Linked DNA regions of Mus musculus: all the other regions are linked to region 1. Evidence: chromatin contacts called from public promoter capture Hi-C data. All regions are on one chromosome and are shown on one strand. The core of a region is the stretch at or near the end of the contact, and the rest is flanking DNA. Distances in the headings are between cores, read along the strand shown. Region 1 holds the start of Cmss1 (cms small ribosomal subunit 1). Region 2 has its middle 59 kb from the start of 4930461C15Rik. Region 3 holds the start of 4930461C15Rik (a long non-coding RNA gene).

The links. Promoter capture Hi-C pulls out the DNA fragments that hold promoters and counts their contacts.
Region 2: a promoter capture Hi-C map of 3T3-L1-derived adipocytes shows a contact between it and region 1, with 3 times the contacts expected there. The contact joins the enhancer-like site here to the promoter of Cmss1 in region 1. A contact is called at or near these places in 7 of 39 promoter capture datasets (the 3T3-L1 cell line, 3T3-L1-derived adipocytes, cranial neural crest and 3 more) and 1 of 115 datasets of contacts at active chromatin or transcription factors (embryonic stem cells).
Region 3: a promoter capture Hi-C map of 3T3-L1-derived adipocytes shows a contact between it and region 1, with 17 times the contacts expected there. The contact joins the promoter of 4930461C15Rik here to the promoter of Cmss1 in region 1. A contact is called at or near these places in 18 of 39 promoter capture datasets (the 3T3-L1 cell line, 3T3-L1-derived adipocytes, the HPC-7 cell line and 12 more), 2 of 484 Hi-C or Micro-C datasets (muscle stem cells and palatal mesenchyme), 10 of 115 datasets of contacts at active chromatin or transcription factors (astrocytes, differentiating embryonic stem cells, embryonic stem cells and 6 more) and 2 of 9 other capture datasets (adipose tissue and pancreatic islet).

The regions. Positions count from the first base shown.
Region 1 is chr16:57,605,174-57,609,808 of GRCm38.p6, reverse strand. Cmss1 (cms small ribosomal subunit 1) reads left to right here and starts at 2,942. Exons shown (of 10, transcript NM_025599.3): 1 at 2,942-3,143. The coding sequence starts at 3,083.
Region 2 is chr16:58,347,157-58,351,576 of GRCm38.p6, reverse strand. No RefSeq gene overlaps it. Among named protein-coding and RNA genes, the nearest start is that of 4930461C15Rik, 59 kb to the left of the region's middle. Within about 2 kb of position 1,611, at least 63 of the 459 cell types and tissues checked have an H3K27ac peak or open chromatin away from gene starts, as enhancers often do. A contact at or near this core is called in 3T3-L1-derived adipocytes and second pharyngeal arch cranial neural crest, where this site is marked.
Region 3 is chr16:58,405,805-58,410,462 of GRCm38.p6, reverse strand. It overlaps 4930461C15Rik (a long non-coding RNA gene), which reads left to right and starts at 1,932. Exons shown (of 4, transcript XR_384912.2): 1 at 1,932-2,291; 2 at 4,389-4,658. It overlaps Dcbld2 (discoidin, CUB and LCCL domain containing 2), which reads right to left and starts at 1,928. Exons shown (of 16, transcript NM_028523.3): 1 at 1,512-1,928. The coding sequence starts at 1,707.

The sequences.
Region 1 (4,635 bases), core at 1,693-4,192:
CTTCTTTTTTCTTTTCTTTTCTTTTCTTTCCTTTCCTTTTCTCTTCTTTTCTTTTCTTTTCTTTTCTTTTCTTTTCTTTTCTTTTCTCCTCTCCTCTCCTCTCCTCTCCTCTCTTCTTTCTTCCTTCCTTCCTTCCTTCCTTTCTTTCTTTCTTTCTTTCTTTCTTTCTTTCTTTCTTTTCTTTTCTTTTCTTTTTCTTTTTGGTTTTTCGAGACAGGATTTCTCTGTATAGCCCTGGTTGTCCTGGAACTCACTCTGTAGACCAAGCTGGCCTTGAACTCAGAAATCTACCTGCCTCTGCCTCCTGAATGCTGGGATTAAAGGCATGTGCCACCACACCCGGCTTCAGCTTGTTTTCTTATTGAACCCAGGACTACCAGCCCAGGGCTGGAACCACCCACAATGGGCTGAACCATCCCCCATCAATCACTAATTAAGAGGATGGTCTAAAGGCTTGTCTACAGTCGAATTTTATGGAGGAGGCATTTTCTCAATCAAGGTTTCCACCTATCAGAGGACTATAACTTGAGTCAAGTTTATAGTAAAACTAACCAGCACAGTATGCTAACCTCTATCACAACACTTTTATCTTCACAGCAGTAGGTACCAATCTTTTCACATCGTGGCATCCACAGGAATTCTTGGCATTTGTACAGAAGCAAGTACACAAGTAAGAGAAGGGTATTCCAACCTGAGGCAACAGGACAAGAGGCTCTGCTGGTTCCAAAGATGGAGAATCGCTATCTTACCCATGCTCAAATCGGTTCTGTTCTGAACAGTAACGTCAACACAACTTACCCTAAACAATCATACTATCATACCCTTCAACTATAATAGTACTGTTCAGACTTCTTTGTATGGCACTTTAGATTTAGGAACAGAACTGGGAGAGCTCTGAGGGGTCATCTAATTTATTTACTTTGTGTTATAGACCCCCCCCCCCGCAAGCCCAGTAAGGTTAAAAGCTTACCTGAAACTTTTTCACTAAGGAACAGATTTTTTAAAATTACACTCATACTGCCGACTGATAAACATTGACAAGCTAAAGTTTAAGTGACTTGTCTTCTATGAAGGTTGTCCAGTTCAAACTCCTGAGAAATGACCCATTCATACCCAAACTCTAACAGTACTTATTCATATGCTATACAGGAAAAGGGGCTCAGGCAAAGCTCCAGTAGTTGTTTCAGCCTTAGCTTCCCTGTGTTCATGAGGTGATCAGGTACTGTTGGAGTCTGTCAAAAGACCCTCACTCACAAAGACTACAGAGACCTCCATTGCTGAAAACCGCAAGAGGTTTTTTATTATTCCAACATGTTGGGGACCCTCCTCAGCACCCAGGCAAGAGGAGAGACCCAGAATAAACAAAAAACATACTTTTTATGCCTTGTAAGGGGCAGATTTAGGTAACAGGGCTATCTGGCTTATTCTCATTGGTGTAGCAAGTAACCCTTTCACGCATTAGTTGGTTTGTATAGGGTGACTATGTAACCCTTTGGCCTAGTGACTCACTTTGCCTGCCCTTATGGTGGGTTATTATCAGCAAAGCAGCACTACATTTTGATCTTATAGGTCAGCTATTAACATCACAGCTCTTAATGTCACAGGGAATTTTAGAAAGGTCAGGGTGGTTTGTAGTCTTTCTCAGAATTCAGTGTGGGGCAGGGTAGGGGGATTTCTCTGGAAATTGCTATCTTGTTATGGTTATTTTTCTAAGAACAGCTCATTTTGTTTTGGCAGCTGTAGACTCAGTCATTTTGACTGCTATGTTTCTGAAAGTCCCTTCAGAGGGGAAGAGGCTGGGTGGTCTTGAACTTATTTTGGATTCTACAGTACCAGATATGGGTGTTGGAGTTGGAGGTGGGGTTAGGGTAGGCTAACTTATAAACCCAGATATCTATTTACTGGTAACAAAACAGTTAAAGGGAAGATACAATTTATATTGTTTATTCAATAGAGCTTGTATTTTTTTCTATAAAGGGTGAATTAGCAAATACACGAAGTATGAATGTATAGACGCACCATATTAAAGCCACTCTTTCTTTCTGGTTAGTTTATGTTGTCCAAAGCGTTCTACTATAAAAGTAACTTATGAGCACCGGTACAAACAACTCAATCGCTGCATTTGGCCTGTGGCCTTCCTGACCTCTTAATACCTGTTGTCAGGCAGATGGCTAATGGAGATGACAGAAACAAATGTACTGTTGAATAAAACAATTCTCCTCCTCCTCCACAGGATGTCTCTGCAGAGTCTTGGGTGTCCTGGAACTCCCCTGTAGACCAGGCTGGCCTTCAACTCAAGGAATCTGCTTGCCTCTGCTTCCCAGATTGCTGGGATTAAAGGCGTGCGCCACCACACCAGGCCCCAAGTTCTATTCATGTTCCAAGGGCCATGGTACTGAATGGGACAGATCACAATCCAAGTCCTCTAAAGAGAATATCAAAACCTGATTAAGTATTTTAAATAGAGAAGTGGTATGTTTCAGGTCTTCAGGATATTCGTCCCTCTTAAGTTGTAGAAAAAGAGCAGCAACGTTCACATGTACAACCAAGTTCCGACATTCATCGTCAGCAACTCTCAGGTGCGTTTCTAAGGACAAACTGCACAGGCGCTGGAACGCCAGAACCCTGACAACCAAGTGAAAACACATCCACGTGCTCGGGTCTCCTCCCGCGGTGCAAGCTCTTTGAAATCCAACAGAGAAAAATCGTCTTAGCATCCGTTCTTGCACTTTCGACATCGGCTTTTCGGCCATAAACCAAAACAAAATACTTAAATATTAAAAAAAAATAACCCAAACCGATGGTAACTCTTTTCTTGTATTTCTAGGCTCAACAGAGCATTTATTTGGAGTTTCTAGGCCGATCTTGAACGTCTGAGCCTGTGTGGAAACGGCGACACCCCTGGCTGCCGCAGCTGGGGGGGCGTGGCGTCTGTGACGTCATCTCCAGTGGCGCGGGCGACGGAGTTCCTTGGTTTTTCCGCGTGTAGCGTTGCTAACGCCGCCAGTGAAGCTGAGCCCAGGAGCGCGAGCGGCCGCCTTGCTTTCATCTGGTTGTCAGTTCGCGTCCGGGTCTCACGGGGATGGCAGACGATCTGGGAGACGAGTGGTGGGAGAACCAGCCGGCAGCCGCCAGCAGCCCAGGTAAGCTCTCGCCCGCCTCCCTCGTTCCTCCTGCCCTGGTCCTCGCCTCAGCTGCCTTACCCGCGTGTGGCAGTCGTGGCGGTCTGCCCGGAGGTGGAGCGCGGAGCCGTGGGAACATGGGACGGCGCGGGAACTGGGGAGGGACAACACCGTGTCACACGTGGAACGAGAGGGACCCCGTCGCCGCCTGCCAGTCTGAGAGGGCTACTTCCTGCGCTCTGGTTTTCTAGACTTTTTACTATTTTCTTGAGACTAGATAGACCGTTTCTGTACAGTTTGTCATAGTGGTTACCAGTAATCCCTGAACTAGGTTCAGATTGGGAATTCAAATCACAGACTCTGATACTCCGACACATTCTCCTTTTTCCTCACGTGTGAAAGGAGTAATTCTCTCCAAAAAATTGTGAAGATGTAGTGAAGGTAATTTAAAGTTGTATAGCACAACACAATTTTTGGCGTGTAGTATATGTACAAAATATTAAAGTAGCGTGTTCTTTATCATGTGTAGTTCGAGCCAGCAAGGGGCTTAACTCTTCTGCTTTACAGCAAATTCTTTTCTTTTCTTTTCTTTTCTTTTCTTTTCTTTTCTTTTCTTTTCTTTCTTTCTTTTTTTTTTTTTTTTAGACAGGGTTTCTCTGTGTAGCCCTGGCTGTCCTGGAACTCATTCTGTAGACCAGGCTGGCCTCGAACTCAGAAATCCGCCTGCTTCTGTCTCCCAAGTGCCGAGATTAAAGGTGTGAACCACCACTGCTCGGCTCCAACAGTTTCTATTATGGTGTACTATGTGTACCCATTCTGTGTGCAGTAGGCATTTTATTTTCAAGTAAAGTAGCATTAAGTAACCCCCCCACTCCAGTGGCCTTGAACATTTCATGCCCCATAAGACTTAACCATGCGATAGCTACTTCTATTGTTACTGTCTCAAGTCACCCTCCAAGGATCCAAGGTCCACCTGTCTCTAGTTTTAGATGGTAGGGTCAATGTCATATTTCCATTTATTTTGATCTCAGTACCATCTCACATGATAGCAAACAGAGTTAACACGTTTAGACCATTTCTCAGTGTGAAACTGAAAGTTACAGCATGGGTTTTGTGATTTAAGGGGAACAGAAGAGTAGAGTGTCAGTCCAGTGGCGAGTGGCAGTCTGGATCCCAGGGTTGAGACTAGACTAGGGATGACAGAAGTAGGAAGCTAAAAGTCAGGTAATCTGTAACTCTCAGTCTCCCCATCGTTTGAGGAGTGTTTCTCAAATGACTCAGTAGCTTCTTCTGAGTCTTAGATGCCCCCTCTCACCATACATGTAACAAGAAAACCGGAGTGTTCAGAAATGCCAGGAGACAGTGGATATGACAGTAATGCCAGTTTTCATTTGTTGAGCTCTTAGTATGATCTAAATTCTGAAACTCTTAATTCTCCTGCCTCAGCCTACCTATTGCTGTCATGCATTGTTTTTGCTGCTTTATGAGCACTAGATTATTCATCTTTGTAAGT
Region 2 (4,420 bases), core at 362-2,861, 740 kb before region 1:
CCATGGAGAGAACAGAAAGACGAGAGACAGCTGGCGAACACCTCAAAGTCTAAACTACAGTCCAGTCAATCACATGGGTAGGCTCTAGGTGGGAGAATTTCCTGGAGCTGTGATGATGTTCTTTGCGGGAGTCTCTTTGTATGTCTCAGGGTATTATTCTCTCTACTCTTCAGTAGTTCTGTGTTGCGGGAAATATTAAAAATGAGCTGGTATGTTCCCGCTCTCTTGCTGGGACCAGCGAGCCATAACACTATGTCCTGCTCAGTCCCACATTCCAGTAACCAAATTGAGCCACCAACCTCACAGTTAGATATCACAATATCCAGTAACCCAGTAAAATCAAAACTCTTAATGCTTATAGTTAACCAATCAGATTTATGTATCAATAAAATCACAATTTACAAGACACCAATACAATAATTTCTGAACCAATTGATAATGATAAAAGCTTTATCCCAATTATCCTAACCTTATGATATCATAATGACCTGTGGCTGGTAAAAGCAATGCTGGTTCACGTCTGCCGCCATCTTGCTTTTTTCCTCCCTCCGCAGGCAGACGCTCCCCCTCTCTGCAACTCTTAGCTCCGCCTCCCTTTCACCTGTCCAATCACGGGCCTCCTCTGCACTAAAGTAATTGGACAGGGAAAATCCTGCAACAATTCTGAACAGGGTATGAGTGGTATATGCTTTCCAAGGGGGTTTTAAAGCTTGGTAAGTGCATTCTCATGAAGGAGGCTGGAGGGTCAAGACCCCTGTTCTGCCTCTAGCTTTTTTGGTCAAAGCCCCATTTTCTCAAGTAATTTACTCTCCTCTAAGTAGGCAACTGGTTGGTTTTGCTTAAAAAAAAAAAATCCTGTAGCACCTATAGCCAATTTAAAAACATGTCTCCCAGAATTGCTTCATTTCTGTGTTTTACCCCTTTGTCTTTCATTTTTTCTCTGTTTCTTGGAACCGAATCTTGCTATGTTACTCAGACAAGCCTCTAAACTGTCAGTCTCCCAGCCTCAGCCTCCCCAGTCCTGGACCTACCTACAGATGTCCCTAAATCCAGCTAGTGGTCTCTGTTTAAGCTTTTGAGCTTGAGTGAGAAGATTATACCCTCATCTGACTTCTCCCTGGAGAACTTTAATCAGCTGCGGGATTTTATTGGTTTATTTTTATTGTCATTAACTTTTCTGTCACTCAAAGCTTTTTAATCTCATTTCTTACTTTTGAGCTATGTTCCCGAGCCAGGAGGGCCCAAATTCCTAGCCTTTCCTCCTGATTCCTTTCGGTTTGCTTTTGAACAGTCAATTCTTCCTGATTTCATTTCCTTCTGGCAATGTCTTGCTGAACAGAGCAAAGGGTCCCTAATACACAGTGCTAAATCTTAGTTTCCTACCCTTCTTCTTCCTCCCAGTTGAAAGCCTATTTAAAGCTGACTTCCTAGTGAACACTTACCAATGATTTTTATCACTATAAAACACATTGCTTTTCAAACTACTCATATCAGCTTTCATGCCCACTTTAAAAAAAAAAAAAAACATGTAACGGGTTATTTTAAACTGCTACTTGACATTCAGATACTAGTTTCCTTACTGGGATGATTAATGCCAGCTGCCACAACAGACATTCCTAAATGACACATAGTGACAAAGGCTTCATACTCTTCATTCTACATATTCAGAGAGAATTGGTGGATAGAGATTGAGAAGTGCTGCTCCCCATGGGAGACCGAGCTGGGAGATTCATCACATGGCATCTCTGCTAGTCTGGGAGGGACAATTGTCTTTCGGGGCATCTTGCACAGGAATTAAACACTGGAGAATGCCAACCATTCATGCCTCAAAACCGGGCTTGTGAGTATCACTCTACTTATGGCCCATTTGATTTAAATAATCACTCAGCTCCAACCCAAGTGTAAATGAGGCAGGAGGCTGGGAAACGTAAGGGGGCTTGTAGTAAGCCTCGAGTGACTCAGGCCATGGAGGCTGCTATAGCAGTATGCAGATGTGAGGCTGCAGATTGGAACATCCTGGAGGAGAGTGTCTGGAAGTCATTAGCTCTGTTCTGAAAATATTCCCAGTTCTCTTTCTCAGCATGTTGTACTTCTGCATTTCCCAGGAGGTGGAGTGCTGGATGTCTTTGCCTTTCATTGCCTTTTGCAATGAAATTTGAACAGAAGGGCATGTGTTTCTTGCAGGTTGACTCCTCTCGCCCAGGATTCGATTGTTTGCACAGTATCTTTCCATCTGCGTTAACCCCCAATGGCACTGCAGACAGAGGTTCCTTCATTAGCCTGGATACCCAAGTGAGGATGACAGGAACCAGAGATCCATCCAGCTAGATCATTGGAGACGTGTGTGAACATACACACTAAAATCCCAATTCTGAGACACTGAGATGTGTGTGATCGTTTGTCATCAAAATACTTCTCATTCCATTCTGATTCATGTCATTCTCCCCCCCCCCCCTTTGTTTTTCAACTTTGCTCTTTTTAATGTCAGGGAGTCAGTAAATGCAGAAGGAAATTTCAAGTCTTTGCTTGTTTTTACCATTTTTCTTGGGTACCTCTGTATCTATTATCAGTGGCTATATTCCCAAGCAACAGAAAGGTTTCTGAATACTGTTCAAACTAGTGCTCATTGACAACAGGGAGCATCCGTGTGGGGGAAGACCACCCATGGCTTTTCCTAGCTGTGTTTTCAAAGGAACACTTTTCTCAGAAGAATGTTCTCTCAGCCCTAAATCACTGGGGGCTTCCTTTCATTCTCTTTTCTTCTTTGCTGGAAATTCATCCGTCCTCCATTTTGCTGCAGTAGAACGTTTTTTTTTTCTCACATAACAGTACACCAAATGTTTTTATTTTTATTTCTTAAGTAAACACACAAAATCATAGCTTTAATTATTCCACCTTCAGACCCACTTTGCTTTCGGTGCCCACCTCCCTCACCTCTCCTCCATAAAACAGTGACTGTTAAAGTAGACATAGAAAATAAGTGCCTTCACTGGCAACTGGATTTGGTTGTAAGCAGAAGAGACAGTGACCAAAGCACCACATATAGATTCAGGGACTTAGATTCAAATTGTTTCTGCTTCTTACTAGCTGGGAGAATTTTAGTTAATTTCTTTATCACCAAATGAGGTCAGTACAAACTGCTTGTCTGTTATGTTGCTATAAACATAAAAATATATAGCAAACAAAAACAATGGTCACAGATGCTATTTAATATTAATATAAAAATAAACAGCATAGTTAGCATAGAGACCTTCATGTGTAACTGTTGCCTGTTTATATTAAATGCCTTTAAGGCCTCAAGACAGCTTTATCCTATTCTGTCCCTGGACTCTTACTTTATGGCCATACTGGAAAAACCTTGTTGAGGCAAAGTTTTTGAGAATGAATGAAAATAGAAAGTAAGGGGGCTGGAAATGACTCAAGGGGTTAGCACCAGCTCCTTTTCCAGAGGCCCTGAATCCAATTCTCAGCAACCACAATGGTGGCTCACAATTACCTATAATGTGATCTGATGCCGTCTTCTGGCATGCAGGTGTACATGCAGATAGAGAACTCATGCACATAAAATAAATAAACAAGTCTTAAAAAATAAAAAGTAAAAAATTTTATTGGTTGAAACAAAGTTGGCTCAATTCAAGTTTGTATATGGTCTGCTTATAGTTTTTAAACTTTATTCAACAATAAAAAGAATAAATGAGAGGGACCAATATTCCCAGTTATGAGAACGCTATTCAGATGAGAGACCACAGCCAAATCATATTTGCAAACCTTTTCAGTGTTTGCTTTTCATCCTTCTCTCTAGGGAATGGGCAGAAGATGTAGCAGACCTCCATGTGTTCAGAGCTCCATGGTGCTGTAGGTAACCGCTCCTTCTCATGTCTTTCAGGTGCTTTTTGTTTTCGCTGTGTTACTTTGAATCATGCAATGACTCCTGTGCTCCTCGGTGCTCCAACTTTTTTTGTTTCTTTTACAACTTCAGAGAATTTTCAATCTTGGTGAAAGTTTTTCAAATACTTCACACATACTGGTTATTTCTGGAAAGTTGACCATCGCTGTTCTTAATGTCACAGACGTTAAGAATAGGCCAGATCGGGCTGGAGAGATGGCTCAGCCGTTAAAGGCTAGGCTCACAACTGAAAATATAAGAATAGGCCAGATCTTTTCCGTTGGTCCTCTGTCATTCTATCTTCCTGTGAGGTAGGCTGGCTTGTGTGGAGGCCACATGCTGGTATATTCTTGGGCTTCCTGTTAATTGTGTAGGAGTCTTGGCAGTCGGTGGAGAAGGGAAGGGATTGTGCCCTCCAGGCCAGGTATAAGGTCTCCTCCAGCTGACTTCCTCCCACATTCATCGCTCTAAAGTCAGTTGCCCTCTCTGTGGGTCTTGCACTGTACTCTCCGCTCCTGACAGACTAGTTCCAAT
Region 3 (4,658 bases), core at 683-3,182, 800 kb before region 1:
AGAAAATTGATACAAAGGTATTAAACAAACAAAACTACCCGATTTTGAAGAAATAAAAATCATGTCTTTTTATGCTCTCTAAAATTATTTCTATTTATTTTGGAATCTTTTGGCAATGGGAGAAGAAATATATTGTTACAATGCTGACTAAAATGATTCAAAAATCATTTAAAATAAGATAATGTTGCATGTTACATCAGTCTGGGAATGACTACTCCAAAAGATAATGGTGTCCTATATAGCTGACTCTGTTACTCGAAGATTTGTTTTAAACATGACGTGAAATTCTAGATGTAAGCCATCTAGAAATGTTCAAACACAGTGGACTGCTTAAATGGTCATATTCCTTTCTACATTAAAATATGCTGTATTCCCTGTGCATCGGTTTCCCTCTGCTGGGAACGGGATAACTAACTCACCAAGCTGTGTGTTAAATGCACTGATTTACACAAACCACTTAGTCCCGGGCCTCCCACACACACTAAGCTTCTGTAGCCATATAAGTCTGTCTCCCCACCACGAGAAAGAAAAACACACACATAGATGCCAAAACTTCAGAGGCTTCCACACTCTAAAACAGTAAGCGCTGACTGAAATCTGCCTATTAGACCTCTAAACCTTAGGTTGCTCAGTTTAAATGTGACTATTAAAGAGGACAGTTTACGTTTTTCTCTTAGCGATTACCTCTCACACGTCCATCAAGGCTGCACCTTCCCAAGAGACAATCCCATGACCTTGAAGATATTCCTTACTGACAAAAAGTGCACACAGTGGGAAGCTGAACTGAGAAATGGAAAACGTATTTCAAGAAACTCTCCCTAGCAATTAGTAACAAGAAAAGCCATGGAAGAAATAAAGCCAAACAGAATGTGGTACGCTGCCCAAAGCAGCAACACTAAAAAGTTCAGTCCTGTATTCTCTTTCTATTGTTGATGATTTATCAACCAACAGTTGTTCCCGCTTCTGGAATGGGATTGTAGAAGGAAAAGAAGCTTTGTCACTTTCTGAGAAAGTTTGCGCTTTTGGTAGTGGACCGCTACTCTGGGCCACTTCTGTGTTTGATCAAGACAATCTACAAACCACGGTCCTCAGTAATGGGCAGGTGCTCTGAAGAACGAATTGCAAACGTAAGCAAGGCTCTAGAGAGCACTGCAATTTGCTTCATTCGCGTTAGAACCTGGGCGCTATCCCTAAGAACAGCAATCCCTGCCTGTCTTTAATAAGCTCAAGATGCTTTTTAATTTGCTCCCGACTCCGTCCATCAGTCCAGAAGGAGACAGCAAGGAGGCCTCCACGGCAGGGTCTCATACGTCCCTCTTTCACAGAAATGAATGGCTTTGCGGAAAAGTAAAGCGACACAAACTTGAGACACCGGGCGGCACCACCACCCCGCCCCGGTCCCCGCCACATCAGCCTCGCCAGTGTGGTGTCTCTGCATCTCTGGGTTCGTCGGCAGGTTCCTCCAACAGCCAAGAGCCTCAGGAGGCCGACCGGTGCGGGCCACCACTCACCTTGCTGGCCTCCAGCGTCCTGGAGCAGTAGGAGCAGCAGAAGGAGCAGTCGAGGCCTGGAGGAGGAGTTGCGGCCAGGAGGGAGGGGACAGCAGCCGGCGCTGGGCAGCGCGGCCCGGCCGGTGGCGGCGGGCGCGGCCGGGCCTCCGGGACCCTGGGGGCTGCGCGCGGCTCTCAGCGGCGCCCGGCTCGCCATCGCGGCGGCCGGCAATCCGCCCGCATAGTGCGCGCGCCGCGGAGCCCCGCGCGCCCGGGGCCCGCAGCACCCGGTGAGGACCGGGCGGCAGCGCAGCGCGCCTCGTCCCCTCCGCCCTGCTCCCCGCGCCCGCTTCACCGAGCTTCCCGCCCCGAGACCCCAGGCCGGAGCGCGGCGGATCGGAGGATAGCACCGGGGCCCGAGCTGGAACGCGCTCCCGCCGCGCTCGTAGACCGACCGTCTCTCGGGCGGGCCGGCCCCGCTCTCTCGCCCTCCCTCCCTCCCGCGCGCGCTGGCCACGCCTCCTCCTCATGCTGAGACCAATGAGCGGCCAGATCTGGTCCAGCTCCTTCCGTGCCGTCCAATCATCACGCCGTCTGCTCTGTCGACCTGTTAGCTCCTCTCCTAAAGCTCCACCGCCCCTCATCCGCGTCTGCCAATCGCCCTGGACCTCTGGGAGCGTCCCACCCGCCTCCCTCGATCCGGGTTCGCCCCCAAGCCGGGGCCGGGAGCGGTCCCCGCCCCGCTGAAGAGCCTGTAGTTTTTGGGACCACTGCCCAGAGAGAACCCGCCGAGACTCTCTGGTCAGTGACTTCCGGGACTTCCCCATCCCGCGCTCTCCAGCTTCCCAGAGCCTGCTTGCTCCTGGCTCCTCCCCCGTCGAACATCAGGCCACTGGAAGGGGTGGGATGGCTGGATGCTGGAAGATTTCAGCTGGGAGCTGTATTTAAGGGACTGTTTTTAAATAGCAGAGTATGTTTTTCTTAATTAAAACTGCAGTCAATTGCAGCAACATCTGCGGGTACAATTACAAATGTAGTGTTCAGTTTTTGCAAAGATAGCTTCTAGGACTTTGGAGAGGAAGTATAAAATAAGACCCGTGTTGCTGAGACTATTTAAGTCCACTATCTGTAAAATTGTGCTCAGAGAAGTCCCAGGAATTAGAGCCACTTTATAGATAATTTGCAGGTTTTGGAATGGGGAAGAAATGTCAGTACATCATGCACGTCAGAATGAAACAAGTACAAATTCAAATAATAGGCAATTTGATGGAGTTTTTGAGCAGGCAGTATGGCAGAAGAAAGAGCAGTCTTTAAAGAAGAATCCACAGAACTAGACAGTAGATTTATAAAGAGAAACCATCAGGGATATTTTTAATTAGGGACTCCCTAAAAAAAAAAAAAAAAGTATTGTACCTTTAACAAACAGGGACTTAGTAAGATAGAACAGTTTGCATAGCAAAGGAAGTAACTATAGAGCATCTGTATTACCTTTCAGTTTATGGTGGTTGATTTTTCACAGTATTGCTGCTGTGCCCTGTCCTGCTGATGACTGCCTTTAACAAGCCATAATTTCTGGCAGCTGGGTCTTCTCAACGCTAAGCAACGGATGCTGTACAGCAAACTGATACTGGCATAGGATGTCTACTACCTTGAGTGTATTAAATGTTCCCTTGACTTAACGTGTTCTCAAGTGATGGTGGGTTTATCAAATGTGACTCTTATCATAAGCTGAGAAGCACCTATACTGGGATGCAAAGCCAGAGAGATAGGCCATTGGTTAAGAGCCCTTGCTGACAATCCTTACGATCTGAGTTTGATCCTCAGAATTTACATGGTTGCTAGGAGAGAACTGGCTTCTGCAAGTCGTCCATGGTCCTCCAGATGTGCACTGTGGAACATCTCCCCTCCCACCCCCATACTAAATGAATGAATAAATAAATAAATAAATAAATAATAAAATACATGCCTTTTAAACAAAATAAATCGATATGGATATACAGCTAATAAATGAGGCTATAGAAAAGCAGGTTGTACAAATGTCAGTGTGAGAAGTATGTAGGAATTGGCTCTGGAACTCATGAATACATGTGAGAGTCCTAAACATGTAAAGCACTCACACCCGTGTTTCAGAAGAAAACCCAAATGCTGGAAAGGACTCTAGAAGCCATTTTTTTTCAAGTTTCTTGCATATTTCTCACACAATAAGCCCACCCCCCACCCCCACTCCCCAGTCATTGTATCTGCTAAACATCTATCGTGTAGCAAAGAAAGCACTACCAATATACGCCCTGGTCATACAAAGTTCAGTTAGAGAAGCTTACATTCTAGTGGAGAAGACAAACATTTTAAACAAATCCATCGTCACCAGTGCCAATTTGGAGGTGAGAACTAACAGAGCTAACTCTATGACCTACCCCAGCAAACAGCCAGTCCTAAGCCAAGGCTTCAAGTGATAGTCCCTGAGATGAAGCACCTCACATGTCGGATCACTCCTTCTGTATGACCACCTAGTGATAACCGTAGGCCACAAGGTGGACACAGCAAAGGGTTAGAAGCTGCTGGCTAGGATTCCTTCAGCTACATGGAACTGCACAAGAAGCAGAGTGAACTAGCTCAGGTATGGGAACCTTTCTAGAAAAGAAAGTGCTGGAGTTGTGGCTGTCCCCCCTCAGGGGAGTACAGCCTGAAAAGACTCCGAATTTCTTATAAGTAATTCCCCTATCACAAGAGAGAGGGGTGCTGTCATTTTCTCTCTGTTTTGGTATGCTAAGAGCTGTTAAAGTAGAGAATAAAGTGGTGAAGTGTTTCAGAGGACAGAACAGGGAAAAGAAGAGAGGGGGAAACCAGCGTCTGAAAAATGATGCTAGCCATCTGTCTTCGTACTCTTTTGCCTTTCAGCTTCCTGAGTTTCTTTTCTGGAGGTTTGGCTGGAGAGCAGCCCGGAGAACATTCCCCTACTGCCTGACCATGGGAAGTCATAGGAGGAGCACCGATGTGTGAGAATTGAGACACAGTGCTGCCCACCATGTCTCTCCACTTCTCATTATGGCTGTACAACCAGTTTCAGAAGGCTTCTGTGAGATAACGAAATGTTTCCTGGGAACCTTCCACCAAAGTCATATATCAGGCGTTCGAGTCTAGACCAGTCACTGCCCCAGGGCAGTCCAG